Regions from separate parts of the Rattus norvegicus genome. Here region 1 is linked to region 2. A link is a contact called in public Hi-C data. All regions are on one chromosome and are shown on one strand. Each heading gives the region's core, a stretch centred on a gene start, on an enhancer-like site or on the middle of the called end of the contact. The rest is flanking DNA. Distances are from core to core; before and after follow the strand shown.

Evidence for each region. Hi-C and Micro-C count contacts between places; a contact is called where the count stands out from the background.
Region 1: a Hi-C map of Schwann cells shows a contact between it and region 2, with 1.7 times the contacts expected there. The contact joins two enhancer-like sites. A contact is called at or near these places in 4 of 12 Hi-C or Micro-C datasets (Schwann cells, frontal cortex, liver and 1 more) and 1 of 1 datasets of contacts at active chromatin or transcription factors (oligodendrocytes).

What each region holds. Positions count from the first base shown.
Region 1 is chr2:27,141,903-27,145,663 of GRCr8, reverse strand. All of the region lies in intron 2 of Lhfpl2 (LHFPL tetraspan subfamily member 2), which reads right to left. Among named protein-coding and RNA genes, the nearest start is that of Snrpn-ps5, 8.8 kb to the left of the region's middle. Within about 2 kb of position 2,488, at least 29 of the 93 cell types and tissues checked have an H3K27ac peak or open chromatin away from gene starts, as enhancers often do. A contact at or near this core is called in Schwann cells, where this site is marked.
Region 2 is chr2:27,104,273-27,107,769 of GRCr8, reverse strand. The region is part of intron 1 of Lhfpl2 (LHFPL tetraspan subfamily member 2); the gene reads right to left. Among named protein-coding and RNA genes, the nearest start is that of Lhfpl2, 25 kb to the right of the region's middle. Within about 2 kb of position 1,274, at least 19 of the 93 cell types and tissues checked have an H3K27ac peak or open chromatin away from gene starts, as enhancers often do. A contact at or near this core is called in Schwann cells, where this site is marked.

The DNA of each region.
Region 1 (3,761 bases), core at 1,239-3,738, 37 kb before region 2:
TCGCCTGCCTGAGTCCTGGGGTTACAAGTATGTGCAGTATTTTAATACTGGCTTTAAATTCTCAGTATGTGTATTCTTAGGGTACGTGCGTGTGTATGTGTGTGTGTGCATGTGTGTATGTGTGTATGTGCGTGTGCATGTGTGCGTGCATATGTGTTTGTGTATGTGTGTGAGTATGTGTGTGTGTGGTATGTGTGGTGTGTGTGAGTGTGTGTGCATGTGAGTATATATGTTTGTGTATGTGTGTGTGTGAGTGTGTGTGTGTATGTGCATGTATGTGCGTGTATGTGTGTTTGTGTATGTGTGAGTGTGTGTGTGTGAGTATATATGCCTATTTACTAAAGCATTCTTGGAAGAACATTATTAAATAATGAACTTGTATTTGCACTATAGCATAAAAGATATAGGTTGCTTTTAAAGTGGTTTTACAACTTTGGAAAATACTACCATTGCCTTAGCTCCTGAAACAGAGTGCCTAAACTGCTCAGGTAAACATTCAGAGCCATGTCTAGGCCATTCTTCCATAGCTTGCTAATGGAGGTTCAACTCAGAACATCAGCAGCTTCACGGTAGTTTATGTCTACAACGAAGTAAACACCACAGCAAACTCTTTTCACGTTCTATCTGCAAATCAACACTGTATCTGAATTTTAAGAGTGTTTGCAATTTTCCTCAGGCCCTTATAGCAGTTTTTGGGTTTGTTTTTGTTTTTTGTCTTTTTTAAAATGCATCCCAGTTGCTAAACACTAGTCTTCATGTCATGGTATGACTGAGCTCTTTATATATTATGTATAAAAAATATATATGATTATATATGATTCTCTTTATATGTATTTACATATATACTTATATCTTTGTATTTCTTTAGAGTACAGTTTATAAAAAGATAATTCTCTAATATATCTTGGACGCATACATTAAATTGCTTATAGAAAGACCCTAGTGTACAAATCTCTACACTTAGTGGGCATCCAATGATACCTCTTTGGATTGATGCTTAATTCTGGCTGCCTTATAACACATCTATTCTCCATTTTCTACCAAGTGATTACTAGACGCTAGCGAATTTGTATTCATCTGTGGCATCTTTTTTAAAAAAATTATTTCTACTTCTTAAGTGTGTGTGCATATATGCACATGGTACACATGGTGCCTTTGGAGAGGCTGGAGGTGCTGTGTTTCCCTTGAAGCTGGAGTCACAGGTGGTCGTGAATCACCCAATATGGGTTCTGGTAATGGAATTTGCATTCTCTGAGAGAGTAGCACATGCTTCTTTTTTTTTTTTTTTTTTTTTTTTTGGTTCTTTTTTTCAGAGCTGGGGACCGAACCCAGGGCCTTGCGCTTCCTAGGTAAGCACTCTACCACTGAGCTAAATCCCCAGCCCCTAGCACATGCTTCTTAACCTAAGTCAAATCTGCAGGTCCAACCTGTGATGTGGAAACTACTACAGAGGTGCTGTCTGTGTAGAGAAACCAAGAGCCCCCACCCTGGAGGCCAGAAGTCTCCTGTGCCTGGCTTTCACCAAAAAGGAAAGCTGCTTTGTCCTCATAATTCTCCTTAAGTCCCCTTTCCCTGGGGAGACTTGAAGTTGCTTGGCAAGGCACTCTGCCTTCTTTCTCAGGGCTTTGTCAGTGGGAAAAAGTATGGTCAGGTTCTTCTTCGTCCCAAGACCCTCTTTGTTTCTCTCCTCTTTCTTAGTGATTTCATCCTTCTGATCTTGAATGAAGGAACAGGGAGAGGAAAATTGTACGTGGAGGCCGAGACCAGGCTGGGCTGTGCGTACCACCTGATGCTGCTGCTGTATTTCACACGATGGGGAAAAGTAATGATACCAGTTCCAGATGGCATCCATGGCTTATCTCACACCCACTCGCCCCTCATAGACAGATGTGAGTTCAGGAAGGTTAAACCTGGATGGAACTCGTGGTGTCTGATGTGCCCTCTATACCTCCACTCACTCATTCGAGTTCATGGGGGAAGACCAAGCCTCTCGGGCAATGGTGGTGTTTACATGCCCACTCACTCCTCTTACATGCACACTCACCTTCATGAACACAAGGCCTGGATGGCAGCTGGTTCTACACACAGCCGCTCACACTTAGCTTTGGTGTCACGGTCATCAAAGCCCCTTACGTCCTCTCACACTCTGTTACCGCTTTCCCTCTGCACAGTCTCGCCCCCTCTCTACCACTCTGCTTACTTCATGGCCTCGGCTGGGGTTCCCATGGCCACACCCTCCACTGCAGACCTGCAGAACAGCCTACAGCAGTCTGTCTGCTCAGAACGGACAAACAGCTCCTCACTGAGAATGCCCTGCAGGGCTGATCACACAGAGGGCCGACTGGAGTAGAGTATGGAATCCAACAGACAAAAAAAGAAGCTTGTGAGACTGGACTGGGAGACAGCAGACAGCCAAGCCCAGCATCCCTCATGGCAAATCCCAGCTGAATAGTCCCTGCCAACACCACCGAGCCAAGTTCTGAGCTCATTTGAATGGCTTCTGTCCCAAACCTGAGTCACCGGGGATTCCACGGACTTCCACGTTCACACTCTATGCATTTCCAAAAAACAAACTGCCTGATGTTGTCATGGAAAACCTGGATCCTTGCATTCTACAGTTTCAGTATGGATTGCATCCAGGTCACAACCTACGGAAGACAGCTGGCAAAAGTCAGCCCCGCTGGCCAACAAGCCAGCTTTGGTAATGGGTCCCAGAGGGATCAGAACCCATGTGTGCTGCTGTCTCTGCCAAGTCCCAGACACGCTCTCCTCCAGTGCACACGGGTCTGGAGTCTCTGCAGTCAGGGAAGTCTGAGCCGCCACCTGCAGTCAGACTCAAGTGAGGAGAAAGAGGAAGGAGAGAGGAAGAAGCTCTGCTCTCGTCTGCTCCTTAGAACCGTAATAGAAGACCCAACCGTCCAAAGCCTCAGGACGGCTCTGTACCTGAGCCCTACGGCCTCATTCCAGGCAGGCAATCCAGGAACCAGAGAGCAGCACCAGACAGAAAATCCAGGACTTGAAGACAATATGGCCAATTACAGCGGCTTATAAAAGGGATCGTGTAGGGTGACGCCATGGTGCAGCAAGGCCAGTTCATTAGATGAGAAGGAAGGGTAGGCTGGGGAAAAAGTCGAGGAAGGAGAGAGGAGAAAAAAGACGAAGATGGCGTCTACAGAGGACGACGGTTCAGATTTAGGTGAACTAGATCGATTTTATCTTGTCTAGGTGGGCGGTTTATATCTCTATCAATTCTAGTGAATTTATTGTGTGGATGAATCGTGGACTGAGAAATTGACATGTAAATCTAATTGCTAAATTACAAGTTTCTGGAACTTTGATTTTTACCGGGCTAAAGAGGACAGCGTGTGAAAGAAATGACTGAGAGGCAGTTGGAGCATGCGAAACTGGTTCTGTTGCCCATGCAGAGTGAGAACCATGCAAGGGCCCGCAGAACAAGGCGTGTGTGTGTGTGTGTGTGTGTGTGTGTGTGTGTGTGCACGCGCGCGCACGAGTGTGTCTGTGTGAGGCATGGAAACTACCGCCTAGGGGACCACTCGGCGAGGGCAGCTAAAAGAGAGACAGCCAGCAGAGGGCAGCTTGCCTGGTAGAGTAGCAGCCGGCGTGAGTGGCTCCGGCAATTGGGAACCAATAGAAAAATGTTCCTTTTTAATTTTTACCGCAACAGTATCCTGTTCCTTAGAACACAAAAGCTTGGTAAGAAAGCAGTAACTTTCACGATCACCACAGAGCTACCACCGTTT
Region 2 (3,497 bases), core at 25-2,524:
ACTGGGCTCTCTTGTCTGACCTTAGTCCTGCACGACTTGATATGCCAGGGTGGGGTAATACCCAGGAGAGGGGCCTCCCCCTTCTCAGAGAAGAAGGGGAAAGGGGGATGGGGGAGGGGCTGTGATTAGGATGTAAAGTAAATAAATTAATGAAAAGAGAGAGAGAGAGGAGAGGAGGGGGAGGGGAACAGGAGAGGAGGGGGAGGGGAAGAGAAGAGGAGGGGAGGGGGAGGGGGAAGGGGTGGGGAGGGGAGGGGAGGGGGAGGGAGGAGAGGAGAGGAGAGGAGAGGAGAGGAGAGGAGAGGAGAGGAGAGGAGAGGAGAGGAGAGGAGAGGAGAGGAGAGGCTCCTGGTGGAAAGGAGGTCTCCTCACCTTTCACTAAGCAAGGCTACCAGAGCAAGGTCCCATCTTGGAAGCAAGGGCGTCCATGTTACCATCCAGCATGAACTTGCCAGTCTTCAGAGCTATAGAAATACTTTTCCTTATCTGTTATGCAGACTAGGAGCTTTGTTTATTTCTTCATTTGATTTATTTATCTTATCTTCTTTTTTTCCTTTTCTCTTTTTCCAATGCTAGGAATTGAGTCCAGAGCCTTAAAGCATGCCAGGTAAGCACGTGACCACTGAACAACCCCACCAGTCCTAAGGCACAGTTTTGTAGTAACAAGAACAAGAACAAGAACAACAACAACAACAACAAAGAGATACCCCAGAAGCAGTTAACCTGTTCCTTCACTGACGTAGGGAATAGAAGTTAAGGGCTTGGCACCGTGGCGAGTATGTTGAATGTACTCAGTGAAGATGTTGCTTTTAATACAGCTGGCACTCGGAATGTATTCGTTATCTGACCCACTTTTTTTAAAATTTCCTCTGACTACCACCCTCAACCCCTCTGGAAAAGACTGCCGTATGCTCAACACCTGGGTGGGCACCATAGTCTGTGGTGGGCTCTGACGAGGCTTCCTGCATCAGCACCTATGATGCAGGCTGGAGTAAGTCCTAACACCACACAGCCGTTACATCCGAGCTTGGCGTTCTCCCTCCCTACCCCTCCCAGCCCTCCCCAGCCCTCCCCACCCCTCCCGACCTCACCCACCGAGCTTCTGTAAGAAACTGCCAAACACTTCTGTCATTATTTTTTAAAGTTTTCATCTGCCTCTCTTCAAAGTTCGTAAGTACTTTTCATTCTGTGTCGGCCCACACAAGCCTCTCCTTTGTCTGATCTCACAGGGCACTCGGTCGGTTGGGACCACACAGCTCGGCAGTGAATGGCCTCCTAGCGTGTCACACAGACCGTGTGCCTCTCCAGAAAAACTGAGTGGCTCAAGGCAGAGTAGGACAGGTGGTCCTCGAAACGCACAGGCGAACGCCCCCTCCCACACGCTCTTTCCTTCTTGAAGGTTTCACATCCATTTTATAAAACCAGCAAATGCTAAGCGACGGGGCAGGCATGGGCCACATCAATGACCCCTGTCCTGTTCGTGTGCTGAGAGGTCGGTCTCTACAGTAACGAAGCCACAGCGCGGTGGCTTCCAGTCACCTCTGGTACTGTTCGGTCTGTGCACAGTATTATAAATGAAGAGGGACTGAACTGGGTCACGGTCTTGTTTGTTTCCTTAAAAAGGATCTAAGCGGTGATCCTGAGGCTGCAGAATTTTATCTGCCAACGTTGCAAAGCCGAAGAAACATGAGGTGTCTTTCCAAACTCGACAGTTTCCGAGCAAGTTCCTCCTCTCCGTTCCAAAATTATCAGTCACTGATTGCAACAAGCGACAGCTCTAGCTGGCCTCGGCTGGCCTTTACAAACTGCAGAGGGCCTGGTGGTCAACAGCACGGGTTGTTCAGAACCACGTCCTGCTGAGCTGGGAGGTCTCTCGGAGAGTTTGTATCTGTGGCGTCTCTTGAAGCATTCACTCACTACTGTCACTTTGAGGATTCAAAACCATTCCTAGTTAGCACACCGGCTCACGCCCCCAACCCCACCTTCATGGTTGTCCTAGTGTGTAAGCTCTCAGCACCGTGCCTGCCTGCCAGCCTGCCTGCCTGCCGCCATTCTCCTGTCATGATGATCATGGACTCCCCCTCTGAAACTGTAAGCCAGCCCCCATTTAAATGATTTCGTTTGTAAGTTACCTTGGCCATGGTATCTAATCCCAGCATTTGAAAAGTAACTAAGCTACACCCCAAACAAACTCCTCCTCCATGGACTGGACACAGCCTTATGAAAGGGGTTCTCAAGGGCCGACTCCCATGATGCACAGCAGGACTGCCAGGCAGACGCCATCTTTTTAACTCTACAGTCTTAGCCCTTGGCAACAAGAAAACTCCTGCTGTCCGTGATGTTCCTGCAGCCTTGGTAAAGGGACAATGCTGACCTCTAGCAGCGGCAAACAGTTATCAAAGCGTCTGGGCAGAGCCCAAGGTCTCCATGAAGCAAACAGCACCAATATTGGCAAGAAGAACAAAAAGAAACAGAAGACACTTTGCCTCCCTTAGAGGAAGCTGGAAGCCTGTGCCTTAATTAACTGCTTGATCTATCACCCTGAGTCTGCAATCTTGTCTCTCAGTCACTTCTGTATCCCCGCTTCACCTCAGCTGCATGTGTGCCAGCTGCCTTGAAAATCAGCATTCAGCTGGGTCTCTGGGTGCGAGCATGGGAACCCCAAGGAAGAACGCCCAGTGTGTGTGTGTGTGTGTGTGTGTGTGTGTGTGTGTGTGTGTGTGTGTAGAGTGTTTTCCAAGTATTCCTTGATTACCGAACAAGAACACATCCTCTAGGGCCAGGGCCCAATGAGCAATGCCTCGTTTCCCCGTTACTCCTGACTTTCTCAGGAGCCCCCATGGCCTCCCATTTCCAATGAAAATCCCGTGTGAGAAGCTGTGCCTCATGTACTCTGCTGTGGCCTGTCCTCTCTTTCTGAGACTCCTTGCTACTCTAGTGAGAAAGCTCTGGGAAGAAGTCCCTTAACATACTCTAGCAGTGAGGTTTAAAAGACCTGGCCTCTGATAAAGTTACTAAAACGGGTCCCAAGCCCTACAAGAGTGGGGGATTTGGTGACACAGGGAAGGGAGAAATAGGAAATAAACACATTAAACACAAAGTCAAACACCTTTCATTGGCTGGGGACACAGCTACATATGGAGCCCTAGATTTGATCCTAGCACCCATGCCCCCAACAAAGAAAAGCAGGTTTGGAAAGCAGGACCCGTGACCACAGCCCCTCACACTGCCTGCCTAGCACACAAATGGACCCACAACCACAGTCTTCAACACCGTCTGCCTAGCACACACAAGGACCCGCAACCACCGTCCCTCAAAAACACACTACTGTGGTGTCTTTGAAAGCACTTTTTTTTTCTTTTTTCTTTTTTTCGGAGCTGGGGACCGAACCCAGGGCCTTGTGCTTGCTAGGCAAGCGCTCTACCACTGAACTGAGTCCCCAACCCGGCACCTTTCTTTTAAAAATAGATTCCTGTGTTGGAAAAAGAGGGGGAACC